2 separate regions of the Mus musculus genome follow, and region 1 is linked to region 2. Evidence: chromatin contacts called from public HiChIP or PLAC-seq data. All regions are on one chromosome and are shown on one strand. Each heading gives the region's core, a stretch centred on a gene start, on an enhancer-like site or on the middle of the called end of the contact. The rest is flanking DNA. Distances are from core to core; before and after follow the strand shown. Region 1 holds the start of Pear1 (platelet endothelial aggregation receptor 1). Region 2 overlaps Kirrel (kirre like nephrin family adhesion molecule 1).

Evidence for each region. HiChIP or PLAC-seq counts read pairs in DNA pulled down with a chosen protein or histone mark.
Region 1: a contact with region 2 is called in an H3K27ac HiChIP or PLAC-seq map of large pre-B cells, with 2.4 times the contacts expected there. The contact joins the promoter of Pear1 here to the enhancer-like site in region 2. A contact is called at or near these places in 4 of 115 datasets of contacts at active chromatin or transcription factors (embryonic stem cells, large pre-B cells and pancreatic cancer cells).

The regions. Positions count from the first base shown.
Region 1 is chr3:87,764,765-87,770,880 of GRCm38.p6, forward strand. Pear1 (platelet endothelial aggregation receptor 1) reads right to left here and starts at 4,189. Exons shown (of 25, transcript NM_152799.2): 1 at 4,114-4,189.
Region 2 is chr3:87,157,537-87,164,500 of GRCm38.p6, forward strand. All of the region lies in intron 1 of Kirrel (kirre like nephrin family adhesion molecule 1), which reads right to left. Among named protein-coding and RNA genes, the nearest start is that of Kirrel, 14 kb to the right of the region's middle. Within about 2 kb of position 5,670, at least 46 of the 459 cell types and tissues checked have an H3K27ac peak or open chromatin away from gene starts, as enhancers often do.

The DNA of each region.
Region 1 (6,116 bases), core at 2,939-5,438, 610 kb after region 2:
TAGTGGGCTGCATGCCAGAAGCATCTTCACACCAGAGCCAGCCACGGAGCAGGATCCGTGAATTCTCTCTCTGTCCTCCCTCACCTATGGTACCAACTCCCTGACACTCCCCCATCTCTCAGTCTAGAGAGTCTAGTCCTGTCCCTGTCACAAGCTATGTGGCTTTGGTCATGTCACTTGAGCCCTCTGAGCTCGGTTCTGAGGTGGGCTCTTTAGTTTCTGTCTCTCTTTGCTTTTTCTTGAGTTGCCTTTATCGCTGAGCCAGGCTCATGTAGTCCTTCCCAGCCAGGAGTGAGACCCCAACCCAGACCTCCACATTCTCCCCACAGCAGAGCTAGCACTGCCAGCCTTGACCACCCAGTGGCACCTCACACCACAAAGTCTTCATGAGCACATTCAAACACGGGGCCCCTCCTTCATTCACCCAGCTGAACCAGGCTCCGGCACGCCAGGCATGTCTGCCGGATGGAGGGGCCGGAAGCCTGAGAGAGGCTGACTAGAGGCTGGGGCAGAGCAGGGTGAGAGGCTGGCCCGCTGCTGGCTCAGGAAGCGGAGGCCAGAGGGTCTACCATAGGCCTTGTTTACTCATCAGGAAATAGAGAACCAGCAGGGTTCTGACTCAGATCTAAGCCAGTCTCCGCCCCAGCTCCAGCCCTGACTGCCACCTGGGGAGAGGTGGCCCCTTTCACTAATAAGGGGATAGGACGATCTTTGTAAAACGTGTTGCCCAAGGGCTGTGTCTGGCCACCAGATTGAGACAAGTCTGGAGAATAGCTACCCCACTAGCCTGCCTGCCTTACCACCACCCAGACATTACCTTCAGAAAGTACAATTCTGGCAGGGCAAGATGACTTTTACCTTTAATCCCAACACTCAGGAGGCTGAGATAGGAGGATAATTCATTCCAGGACAGCCTGGGCTACATACAGAGAATTTTTTTTTTCACAAAGTGCAGTTCTGCTCTGGCTCCTGCTTGCTTCCACCATCTTCTGTGGACCCCCATTACAGGAAAGGCCAGTAACACCCATCTGGCCCTGTGACATTCACTGAAGCCAAGGGTCCCACATGCCTCTCACTGTGCAGCTGCCTCTGCTCAAGCCTCCTCAGAATGTCTGGTCCCTCTCAGCCTTCGAGACCAGACTCAACCAAGAAACTCCCCAAACTCAAGCCTCACCTTCCCTCCCTGCCCTCTAGGCTTAAAAAGGCAAGCCCCCCCCCCCAATGGCTCTGTCTGTTACCTATAGCTCTACTCAGAAGCCGGCTCCAAGTGGGACGCTCCCCCCGACACAGGGAAATGACCCAGCCAGTCAGTAGCCTTGTGCCTCCTCTGGGAACAAGCAGAGCTAACTTCGGCCACTCCAGGGCTGAGAGCAGAACACTGCTGTCTAGGGAGGGGCTGAGGGACAGCCTTCTATGGCAGCTACACTCCCTAGCCTGTGCTCTCAGTCTCTGTGAGACCCACCCTGTGCATCACTCTCCAACACTGGCATAGTCCAAGGTTTCCTTGAAGACCATCCCTGGGACACAGGGCTCTTTCACTGGTCTAGGCTTGCTTGGTGGTGCTAGGAATGGAGCTCTGGACCTTGACCACCTAGCTGGCTTGTAACGCTTATCAACAACTGTCTGCCACCATGTCAGACTTGCCTTGGGCAAGGCTCTTCACCACACATCTGGTACCAGCCAGCACCCACAGCAGCTGTGTGGCAGGGACAGGTGGACACACTGAACTGAGTGTAATGGCTGTGGTCCTTTCTTCTGCTCCCCATCAGACCTCCCAAAGCCCCAGACACAGTGCAGAGTGACTGGTAAAAACAAAGGTGGAGGGCTGGAGAGATGGCTCCGTGGTTAAGAGCACTGACTGCTTGCTCTTCCAGAGGTTCTGAGTTCAATTCCCAGCAACCGCATGGTGGCTCACAACCATCTGTTATGGGATCTGATGCCCTTTTCTGGTGTGTCTGAAGACAGTGACAGTGTACTCACATAAAATAAATAAATCTTAAAAAAGAAAGAAAGAAAAAGAAAAAAGGCGGAATGCAGAAAGACTAAGCACAAACTGAAAGATGGCTCTCCACCTGTCATGCTGGCCTGGATCAGGACCTCCTCAGGATCGCCCTCCACCTTCCCAGCTGGTGACTGGGATAAGGGGCCAGTTCTTACAGCGGTCTGAACGGAGGACAGACATGCAAGGCTCCGAGTCACCTAGCAGGAAGCAGGTGTGGAGCAGATGTGAGTCCTCATCCTGCCCCCTCGGGCCTGGGACAGTGCCCATCATGGTCCACAAATCCTCCCAAACACAGGGACTGAGTCCCAGATGCAACCACAGGAAGGGAGAGGTGCCCACACTCACGGTCCTGCTTGCAGGTCACTCTCAGGCGACATGCAGGTGTGTAACATGAGGGAAACACAGGGAGGGCTAGCCTTTTCCTCCTCTTAGCGATTACACCACTAGGTGGGTATTTTGCCCTAGGTGGGTATTTTGCCATTCTTCATACAAGCTACAGCACAGCAGGGGTTCAGACCAGGCCTCAGGCAGACTCTGTGTGCCCTTCCTTCCACCCTCATGGCCTCTCCTCGACCTGGCATCTTTGTTCTCAAGCTCCATATGCACAGTTCTCTCCCCAGGCCTTGTTTTGCCAAGTCTGTGTGTCTGCATTGGCCTGCGTCTGTGTTTATGTCTGTCCATCCTCTCTCCTCCTGCCTTTCTGCTAGCTCCCCCCACCCCACCCCACACGCTGGCTGCCCCACAGGGCAGGTACCAGGAGCCATCATCCTGTTCCAAGCTGGAGTTTCCTCAGAGAAGCCACATACAGTGGCTGTGGCAACTATCTTTCTCTGGGTTTCTCGCTGGTGGAGCAGGCTGCCTGGGGAGGGTTTCCTCTTCTGGGTTGTCTGATAGGGCATGTTGGAATGGAGTGGAGAAGCAGAAGCCAACCCTCCCACTTCACCCTTCACTGAGAAGAAAAAGGCAAGCCAGGGAGGGGGCAGGTTTTGGAAGAGCAGCCAAGCAGGGTAGGCTGGCAGGTGGGAGGCCAGCCCACACCCATCTCACCCATGCACACACAGCCAGAGGTAGGGCACTGTACTGTGGGCTGGAGTTGGGTTTGGAGAACAGCCTCCAACCCCCTAGGCCTAGCATAGGCAGGGGTTGAGAACTGACCCCTTATCCGGCCCTGCCTAGAGCTAAGGCCTGGCTGAGCCTGGGAACTTCAACCAGCACACGCTGTTCCAGTCTCCGGGGACCAGGGGTCACCGTCCCCAGCTGGGGCAGCAGGCTCTACTAAAAGTCCAAAACAAGGAGTCACGAGTCCGTGGCTAGAGGCTGGAAACAGGGATGCGAAGTGAGGGAGGCCTTGCTGGATGGAGCTTGGGTTCCCGGGCCCCAGGGCTCACACTATCAGCCTGGCTATGGGCCCACATCATCCAGGAAAAAGAAAAACAAACAAAAAAACAACAATAAACAAGCCTCAGAGACTGTAGGTGCCTATGGCTGACCTCTCCCCTACAAGATGGGAAAGGACACGCAAATCCAATCTCTTCCCTGGGCAGGGGTAGGGGGCAACACTATGAACACTAAACAGGGTCTTTCTCCGCGAGACATAGGAGGAGACAGGCAGGCAACTGTGTTTTGTTGGTCCTCCCAGAAAGAAGAAATTGGGGGATAGAGGGAAGACAAGGTTTAGGGTTGCTTTTCAGGGCTTCGGTACCACCACCATGGTTCTACACTAGCAAACAGCACACTGGAATCCAGGAGACTTGCAGGCTGCCTTCCTCAGGGCGAGAAGAGAGCTCTCCCAGGCTGGTCCCCATCCTAGCTCCTTATCCTCAGAGCTACGCAGCTTTCTTTTTCTACTTAGTTAGGTCTCCCTCTCCCTCTCTGCTCGCTCTCTTCTTTCTCTCCTCTCTCTCTCTCTTTTCACTTAGGCGGCTTTCTCTACTTAGATCTCACTTTCTTCTCTTCCCCTAACTCTCTCCTTTCTCCTTTCTCTTCTCTTTCCACTTAGACGGAACACACACACACACACACACAGGAGTCCCCACTCCATCTCCTCCTTTCCTCTCTTCAGGTTTCAGCCCAGCGGTCTCGGGCTCCAGAGCCCAGGGCAGGTCACTCACCTGCCTCGGGGCTCGGAGCTCGGAGCTCAGAGCGGCGTGTTGTACCGACGGGTCCTGCTGGCCGACAGAGCTGGCTGCGCGGGCAGGAAGGGGGTGGGCCTCCGCCCGCGCCCAGGCAGGAAGTCCGCGCGGGGAGGCTGGAGCCCGGCCGGGTGGGGTCAGCCCTCCGCACGCCTGTCTGCGAAGTGGACGGGGAGAGCCGCCCAACCTGACAGCCCCGGCTCCCGGCGTCGCGGTCCACCCGACGCCCCTCTTTCCTGCCCGGCGGCGCCCCCTGGCGGCCTTCAGGGGAGGGGCACCCTGCCTGCGCGGTCAGATCTTTGGGACCTTTGCAAGAGTTGAAGCAGGATTCTGCTACATAAAGAAAGCAGATCTTGCTCATCAGCTTGCTCCGAAGAACTCAGCGACCTACCACAGTCAGGTCTCAGAACAAAGACAACTTGGGCCTGGGGGAGTGTGGCTTATGCTGCAGGCCCTAGGTTGAATTCTAAACAGCAGGGACACCTTTATTTAAGAGTGATTGACATATAATAAAAATAAGCCCACTTGGCTTGATGAATAATGTTCCAAAACTTTATCGTGGCAAAACATACACAATATAAAACACATCCTTTCAACAAATGTTAAGTATACAGTTCGGTGGCATAAAGTATTTCACATATACGAAACCTTTGCTACTGTCAATTTCCAGAGCTTTCTCCTCATCCCAAACTGAAACTCAGTCTGCATCCCCTGGCCCTGGTAGCCATCGTGAAGTTAGGCTATATGTACCTCAGCTCCGGCCTCCGACCTTCCACATCTAGCTTATTCTACTTAGCATGCTGTTTCATTGGCTTAGACAAATGTGTTCATCCCAATAAAAGTGTGGTTTAAAATGTCCCTCTCTGGGGATGGAGAGATGGCTCAGGGAGGGGTCGAGGGGGTGTAACGCGCTTGCCACCAAGCCTGATGACCTGAGGTTGAACCCAGGGACCCACATGGTAGAAGGTGAGAATCAAATCCCAAAACTTGTCATCTATGCCCACAACAGTGCCATAGCATGGTACATATTCCCTCCCCTGCAACAGAAGTCAATCTAATGTTTTAAAGTCCATCTCCCCCAGTGTACCTACTCTAGGCTACAGTAAGGACGCAGATTCCGTCCTCACCCCTAGCCCAAACCCCACGAAAGTTTTGATTTGCTTTCTGTAGTTTATATTTCTAGAATATCCGTGTAAATGTCATCATAGAGTATGTACTCACGTATGTCCATCTTCTTCCCCTCACCATAAAGTTTCTGGGCCGTTGGGTGTTCTCTACTACAGCAGGTGACAGCACTGGGCTATTCAAGAACAGGATTGCTGTGTCCTGACAATTCCTGATTCTTGGATATTGTGGTTCCAAGCTGTTTGTGTATAATACTTACTAATATTGTGTATAATACTGATATATAATAATTACTAATATTATTATTATTATAATCCAGGTGAGAGACAGGCAATGCTGTTTAACAGTTGTTCTGATGATAAACTGGGCAGAGCTCAGGTGCAGTGGATGGCAACAGTGTTTCAGAGAAGGAAATACGAAGTTGGACTGCGGTACCATAAAATGTCCAGCAGAGGGCAGTAAAAACCAACGCAAGGTCAGGCGGCATAAGACCCATCATTTTTGAAGCCTTGGAAATTACCTGATCTTTCTCATTTAAATGACCAATGAGGGCAACTGAGGTGCAGAAAGAAAGTGAGACATATGTGTGGCTCCACTTGTGCTCAGATGTTCTGCTCCATGTTCTTTTTTTTTTCTGGGATTGCATTCTGCCCTACGGCCCACATCCCATTCCTGCTAAGAAAGTTTAACACTTGAGTCCCAGAAATAGTTTCTTCTACTGTTTTGCTAAACAGTCACATCAGATTGCCTTCTAAATAGCCACATTATTACAATATTAGCGATTCCTCCAGCCTTCATCAGAAAAGCTGCTACCTCTTTCTCCTCTGCCTCCTCCTCCTCCTCTTCCTTTTCCTGTC
Region 2 (6,964 bases), core at 4,420-6,919:
TCCACCAATGTAATTCTCAAGCTTCCTTGCTGTCATCTCACGATCCTGAGGAAAAGTGAGAACACGCCACACGTGTGTGTACACACACACACACACACACACACACACACACACACACACACACTCCAGAGGCCTCTACTGACCCATACCTCTGCCATAGGCTGTCCTTGAGCCTTCCCTTCCTACCATAGTAGGTTCCACTCAGCCCCTTCAATGCTTTCCCTGCTCTGCTTTCCCAGCAGTGAACATGAAGAAAAGCTAAGGCTCATGAACGAGCCTGGAGTTTGCTGTTTGTTTTGTTTTGAACAACGCGTAATCCCGGGGCCTTGGGGAACTTGCAATTTGGCTGGAAAACTGAAAGGTCAGTACTTTAAAATTGAGAATCTGTAAACAGATACAATGGGAGGCCTAGTGAGGACGGGTTCTCTCCTGGAGGCAAACTCCACGCAGGGGACAGATGCCAGGTCCCGAGGGTCAAGGTGGAAGGACAAGAAGCCTCCCTCCATCAGGAAAGTTTTACTCTTTATGGAGTCCTGCAAGCTGGAAGTCGAAGGCCCTGGTTTTCATTTTGTCCCCTCCCCCACAGCTCAGCTCTGGTTGCCCTCTGAGATGATTAAAACCAAAAGAATTTCAGTGTCTGGAATTCACTTTTCACCACGGTGCCGTTGGCTTCCTTTTCTCTCCTGCAGCCTTTCCTCTTGGGAGAGCCCGTTTGCTTCACTCCTTTCTTCTGGCTCCGAGATGGCTCCCAGTACACACCAATTAACTTTGTTTTCATTTGGGGGGTGGGGAGCTGAAGGGAGGGGGAGCTTAGGGGTCTCAGGCAAAGGGGAAAGAGGAAGGATGGGTGGAGGGACCTTGATCTTGCTGGTTAAAATTCTCAGAAAAAGAAAAGAGGCAAAACAGCTCTCAGAGAAAGAAATCTGCCAAATGTTTATATTCCCACAAGACTGAAAAACCTTTTCATAGACCAAAGCTAAAGTTCAGAGAAAAGCCAGAGCATGCTTCTTCAGGGGGAACATTTTATCAACATGAATACATAAGTACCCACACCCTTCCCTTGGTGGGGTCCCCACATCCCCCACAGGTCAGGGCATCTAGCCCCAGGGCAGTGTGTGTGTGTGTGTGTGTGTGTGTGTGTGTGTGTGTGTGTGTGTGTGCAGTAATTGGTATTTACATACATCTGTATTTGTGGTGGTGGGGTGTATGAGTGTGGTTATATGTAGGAGTGTGTATGGAGGTGTGGGATTATATGTGTGGGGTGTGTATGTGTGTATAGGTATAAATGCATGCATGTATGTCTCTGTATGCTTACGTGTGTGTATGAAGGGTGCACATGCATATGTGTTGGGGAGTTCCCACACATCTGACTCCAAGCCCATATCAGATCTAAAAATTTATTCACACATCCACTGCCCCTCTAGGTCCTGAGCACAAGCTGCTGCTCCTGCATCCCTAGCTGGCTCTCTCTGACACTGGCCGTTCTGACAGTGGCTCACAAGATAAAACAGAAGACCCAGGACCAGCCTTTGGAGAACTCCCACTAGATGGCTATTGGACAACCGTCCATCCATAAAGTATCTTAGAGAATGAATGATCTTCTTGTTTTATGCTTGGAAAAATCCAAGTCGCTAAGGTCATTCTCTCACGAGCACTGTGGGGCTAGAGTCCCCACCCGCAGTGCCTCCAGATGTCGCTTTTCTTATTATAGTGCCCAGGAAACTAGAAGCTGCAAGCCTTCCTCAACTGGAGAAAACAAGCCTCTTGCTATATAGGCCCTAAGGCTTGAAGCTGATGCCCTCATCCTCTGAGTGGGAGGCAGCCCTGGCCAAAAAGCTTGATTTGTGGAGAGCAATGGAAAACCGCATGGAGACAGAGTGGCCTGGCTGCCAGGGCTCTGTGTATTGGCACACCCAGCAGTGGTGCCGAGGGAGACTCTTGATCCCACCCTTCAGCCAGGAAACAGAGAAGGCCCTCTCTTACCAGCTTTATAAGAAGTGGGTGGGCCTTACTGGCCTTCGCTAGGCACAGGCTAGCTGCATCCATCGGCGGTGACAATGGGACAGACAGCAACTGCCATTTGCTAACAGTGCCTTGCAAGGCCAGAGACTCTCCTTTGGATGTTAAGCAAAACAGTCTCAAATTTTTCAAGATTCTCATTTACCAAAAAGGAAACTGAGACTTGGAGAAGTCTGAATGCTGGCTGATAGCAATGAAGTAGGGACCCTTACATCTCATCTGACAGACTGAGGGCGGCGGACCCTTCAGGATCCACTGAAGCCCAAGCCGCAGAGACGTGTTCCTCATGGTTTCTTCTGTTTTGCTTTCTGATTTGTTTTAAGTAAACTTCATTATATAAAGGACTTGCAAATAAATAAAAATATCACACACCAAAACTAGCCAGACCCAAAGTCTACCATCTTAATGAACATAAGCATTTGGATTGGCATTTGAAGCAGAAGCTGTGAAGTTTCTCCTTCAACCCTACACTTTTAGGACCTAAGACGGACTCAGCCACCACCAAAACCAAAACCAAAATGGTACCCAACAGAATCGGAAAAAGAAAAACATTAACTTTATATTCTCTTCCATAATCTGTGCAGCTCACCTGTGCTGATGCCACCGCCATGTTGGATTCGCTAGGTAAACTTGTCTCCCATGTGCCTCTCAGATCCACCATCTAAATGTGCATCCTTTATTTACCTTGGAGTTAGACATGTAAGGGGAAGCCTGATGGTTAAGTAGTGACCTTAGGTCTAGAGGCTGCAAGAGGCACAGAGCCTCCCCTTCTTGCCTATGCTCTAACCCCACTGCTGGTCACAACTGGATTGAATTTGATGTTGCGTGAGCCAGTTACTCATTCTTCCTGAACTCTGAAGATCTCAGTCAATACTCTTCTCATCTCTAAAATGGGGCAGTAAACATATTGAGACCCACATGGCACTGCCCCCAAGAGAAGGTGATGGATGAATGCCTGGCCTTTCCCTGCATCAGGTTATCCTGGCCATTGGCTGTTCATTCCCATAGCTTCAAACCCCAGGGCATGCCCTGCTTCTCACCCTCTGGGTCTCCAGTCACAGCCATGCTGCTACCATCTCAACTGCGCCCGCTTTTCAGGGAATGTACCCTTCACTCAGACTCCTCTACAGTGCTACCCCCCCCAAGCCTTGTGACAATGTGCATCTCCTCCTCCGCTGTGACCCCAAACATCTGAAAGAGCCTATGATATATAACGCAGTGAAGAAAGTCTATCATGAGAGGATGCCTTCCCATGGAACACTGGCAGGGCCCTGGTCCTGTGTTCCCCTCACCAATCCACATATCCCTTCCCTGTCCCTTTCTTCACCTGTCTCACTGGCTGCCACCTCCCCCACATTCCTCCAGCATGTGTCTATCTGCTCTCCCCTCTCTCTCCCTCTTCCTTCCCACCCCCCTCTACGATGCTGCTGCTGCTGCAGGCTTGGAGCAGGAGGTTATGAAAATGAGCTTCGTGCCCAGGAGACTGTAATTATCTGCTAAGTGTGAAAGCCAGAGTGATTAATTAAGAGATAATAAAAAGAAAAGGAGGGTGAGAGGGGGGCCTCGCCACTTCGCTTTGATGATAGAACCTGAGGTGAGCCAAGCAATTAGGGGAATCTTTATCGAGAGTTAGCTGTAATCCACAAATTATTAAGCACCAAATGCTTCAGGAGAGCCATGCATTCTTGCCTAGTGACAGACAGAGGACAGCAGGATTAAGAGAGCTGAGAACACCTATCCAGGGACAGGGAGAGCTGAGCTGGAGACTGGGGCTAGCAGGGTTGCTGGAGGACAGCCACAGAGCAGGCTGCACTCACTGTCCCAAGCCAGGCAACACAGCACAGGCAAACGTTTGTGGGCCTCTAGGCCCTGGCTGTCTGGCCTCTCTATCCTTGAAAAAGGGAACCAGGTTACCCTAGGGCTCACTGTAGTCCTCTTCCACAGAGGCCCAGCCCTTCCTCTTGAAGGACTGACATCTCATCCCATCCTTAAAGGAGTAGGGGTTGCTTACCACACACAGCAGTGGAGAAGTATATCACACAGGCTGCAGATATAGATGCTTGTAGGGGCCACAGCTGACATGACCACACCACAGTGGTCAGGCCTCAGAGGTTCTAACCTCACACCCCTAATCAGGAAGACCTCCCTGGGCCTCCGTTTCTCCCGCTAGACTCTCCTACCAGGTAGTCAGGCTCCTTTACCTTTCTCTCAAGTCCTGCCCTCTATCTCCTGCCCCAGCTGGTCCCACTGTTCCTGGCTGTTTTCTCTCCAGGCCTCCCAGGGTCATCTTCCTAACTGGCCATGACTCCGCTCCAGCATCTCTCTCCATCTTCTTCACAATACGTGCTCAATAGACACATCAGTAACATGGGAGAGCCACACAGGCAAAGTTGGGTTGAGGACACTCCTGACGTCAGGAGACCTGGTCATGAATGGGCTCACCCTGCCCCCCCCCCCACCTTTCCAGGTTCTTTACCTAATAACCAGGCTCCTTTCTCAGCCTGACCACTCAGAGGAAGATAAAGAGGCCCTCAAGCTATACCTACAGTTAGTGGGAGGTCCTAGTGCTGAGTCTTGGCCAAAGACCCCATAGAGTGACAACCTCAGTCAGACCCTTAAAGAGAACTTCTTGGTGTCCCTGGAGCCTGGGAGAGTCTTAACTCTGATCTCTCAGGTCTTGCTTCTGAATAAAGGAAGCATGTCATGAAGTTTGAAGAAATAAACTGTTGGAGAAAAATTATTTATCCATATATAGAGAGTGCTATAGATGCATTTGGTTTCAACCTCTAATTATAGTTTCCATGCAGGAGCAGGAAAGATTCAGGTTGGACACAAAGAACTTCCTATTTGCTACTGTCAGGTCTGAGAGCGGACAACGCTAATAAAATTCCTTTCTCTTCAAAAAGGGGCCAAACACTGATTTCCAAATTCATTCAATCCGTCCAGCCTCAAGAGAGGCATCTTGGGAATCTGAAGACAGTGTTCTTAGAGGATCACCACACCACTGTTTTGCATTCCTGACCTCAAGTTCTTTCTGTCCCAGGACGCCAAACCTCATGGCTCTCACTCCTCCTTGTTTGTATCTTGCAAGCTCCCCAGGCTGATTCTGCTGGTTACCCTTGCACTTGCAGAGAGCTGCATGAACTTGTTTTCTGGGGTATAGGAGCAAACAAGAGAATTAGTGGGGTGCCAGTCCGCTAGTAGACAGGACTCTTCCACAGAGGCAGTGGGAGGCTGCCAGTGGTGGCACATGCCTTTAATCCCTGTCCTCAGGGGGCAGAGGCACGCAGATCTCTTTGAGTTCAAGGCCAGCCTGGTCTACAGGGTGAGTTCCAGGACAACTAGGACTACACAAGGAAACACTGTCTAGAAACAAAACAAAAAAAAAGAAGCCAGGAGACAATTGAGAGGGGTCTGTAGGTTGAGCATCTCTTATGCAGGAGTGAGAAACTGGCCCGTACAGAGCCGGTACCCACTGCTCCCCCAAGCCACATCCAGATAAGCCATAGCCTCTCTTCCTTCTCGGTCACACATCTTGTTCACGATCCAATTTTCAAGCTAAAGCCAGTAAGGGCAAGGTTATAGCTAGAAGCTCTGTCAAAATGTTTCTCTCAAACCTCCTATGATGAATCATGAAAACTCAAAAACAAAATTAAAAAAAAAAAAAAAAGAGTGGAAATGATGGCTCAGGCATGGGAGAGTTTCCAGCAACATGCAGTCTGGGGCTTTCAACTCTGAAGCAGGAAGTATGGGAAGATCTGGCAAGGGGGTGGGGCTGGAGTTGGGCAGGTGGCAGGGAGAGCCCCGAGGGATCAGCCTCAGGGGTAAGGAGGCTCCCACTTCTGCTTTCCTAAAACTAGCACATCAATGCCTCCGAAGCAGCCTCCCAGCCAAACTGTTTTAAAAGCAAGCTCGGCCACGGAATTTTGTTCTCCCTTGATTCCCTGTAGAAGACAAACAAAAGCATCCTCCCTCTCACACCTCAATAGGATCCTGCAGCAGCAACACTACCAGGGAATCTCTGGCCAAGGCACAATCTCTTTTCCAGGGGTCCTTCGAAGCTTGAAACTCTTGTCCTACCGTAAAGAGCTGATGCTTCTGCAGTTAACACCCAAGCTTACGGTCCTGCAACGCCTCTTATAGGATGCAGATTGGCTACAAGTATGTGATGAGGAAACCGCAGCTTACAAAGGGTAAAAGACCACTCAGTCTCCTGACACAGAATACAGACTGAATTCTAAAGCAGGGTGACACGCCCAGCCCCACCCCAGGGTCCCCCATCCCTGAAACCTCAGAGTACAAAGTGCAGGAATCACATCATTGGTTGCCTCCCAAGCTCACTTCCTCGGCACCACTAAGGCATTTGGCTCATCATGGCTCCTCTCTCCCTCTGTCCCCCTCTTCAGATTTGTCTTGCACTGTGAACCTCGAAAAATCAAGCACTGTGCTTTGCTAAAAGGTTTGGTGAGCACCAAACCCTCTGCTTTCGACATCATGTCATTCAAATTGTCACAGTCACCCTGGGGGGCAGGGACAACCATCTGCACTTTATAGCCAAGGAAGCAAGCCAAGGCTCTAAGGGGCACACAGTGCCCAACTCTGGCAAAAAAGGCTTAATACTCCTATAGTCCCCTGGTTAAGTGGTGGTATCCTAGGAGACTCTCGGTTACCTGTTTTTACAGAGTAAGCTGTGTTACATCATGACCCAGGAGTGAAATTGAAAGTGTGTGCAAAACCCTCTTATGCAAATATTACCAATTTCTCCGTGCGCTGCATAAACAGAGCACAAGAGTGGTACAGACAGTCCAAAAGTCATTCCCACTTGCCTGGGCCAGGCATCATAATAGTTTGCAGAGGTGAGTATTCCCTTCTAGTTATCTCTGGCTCATACTAGCATTAAAATGAGATTGCACGCTCACTCCACTAACTGACCAGGGATGAGTGA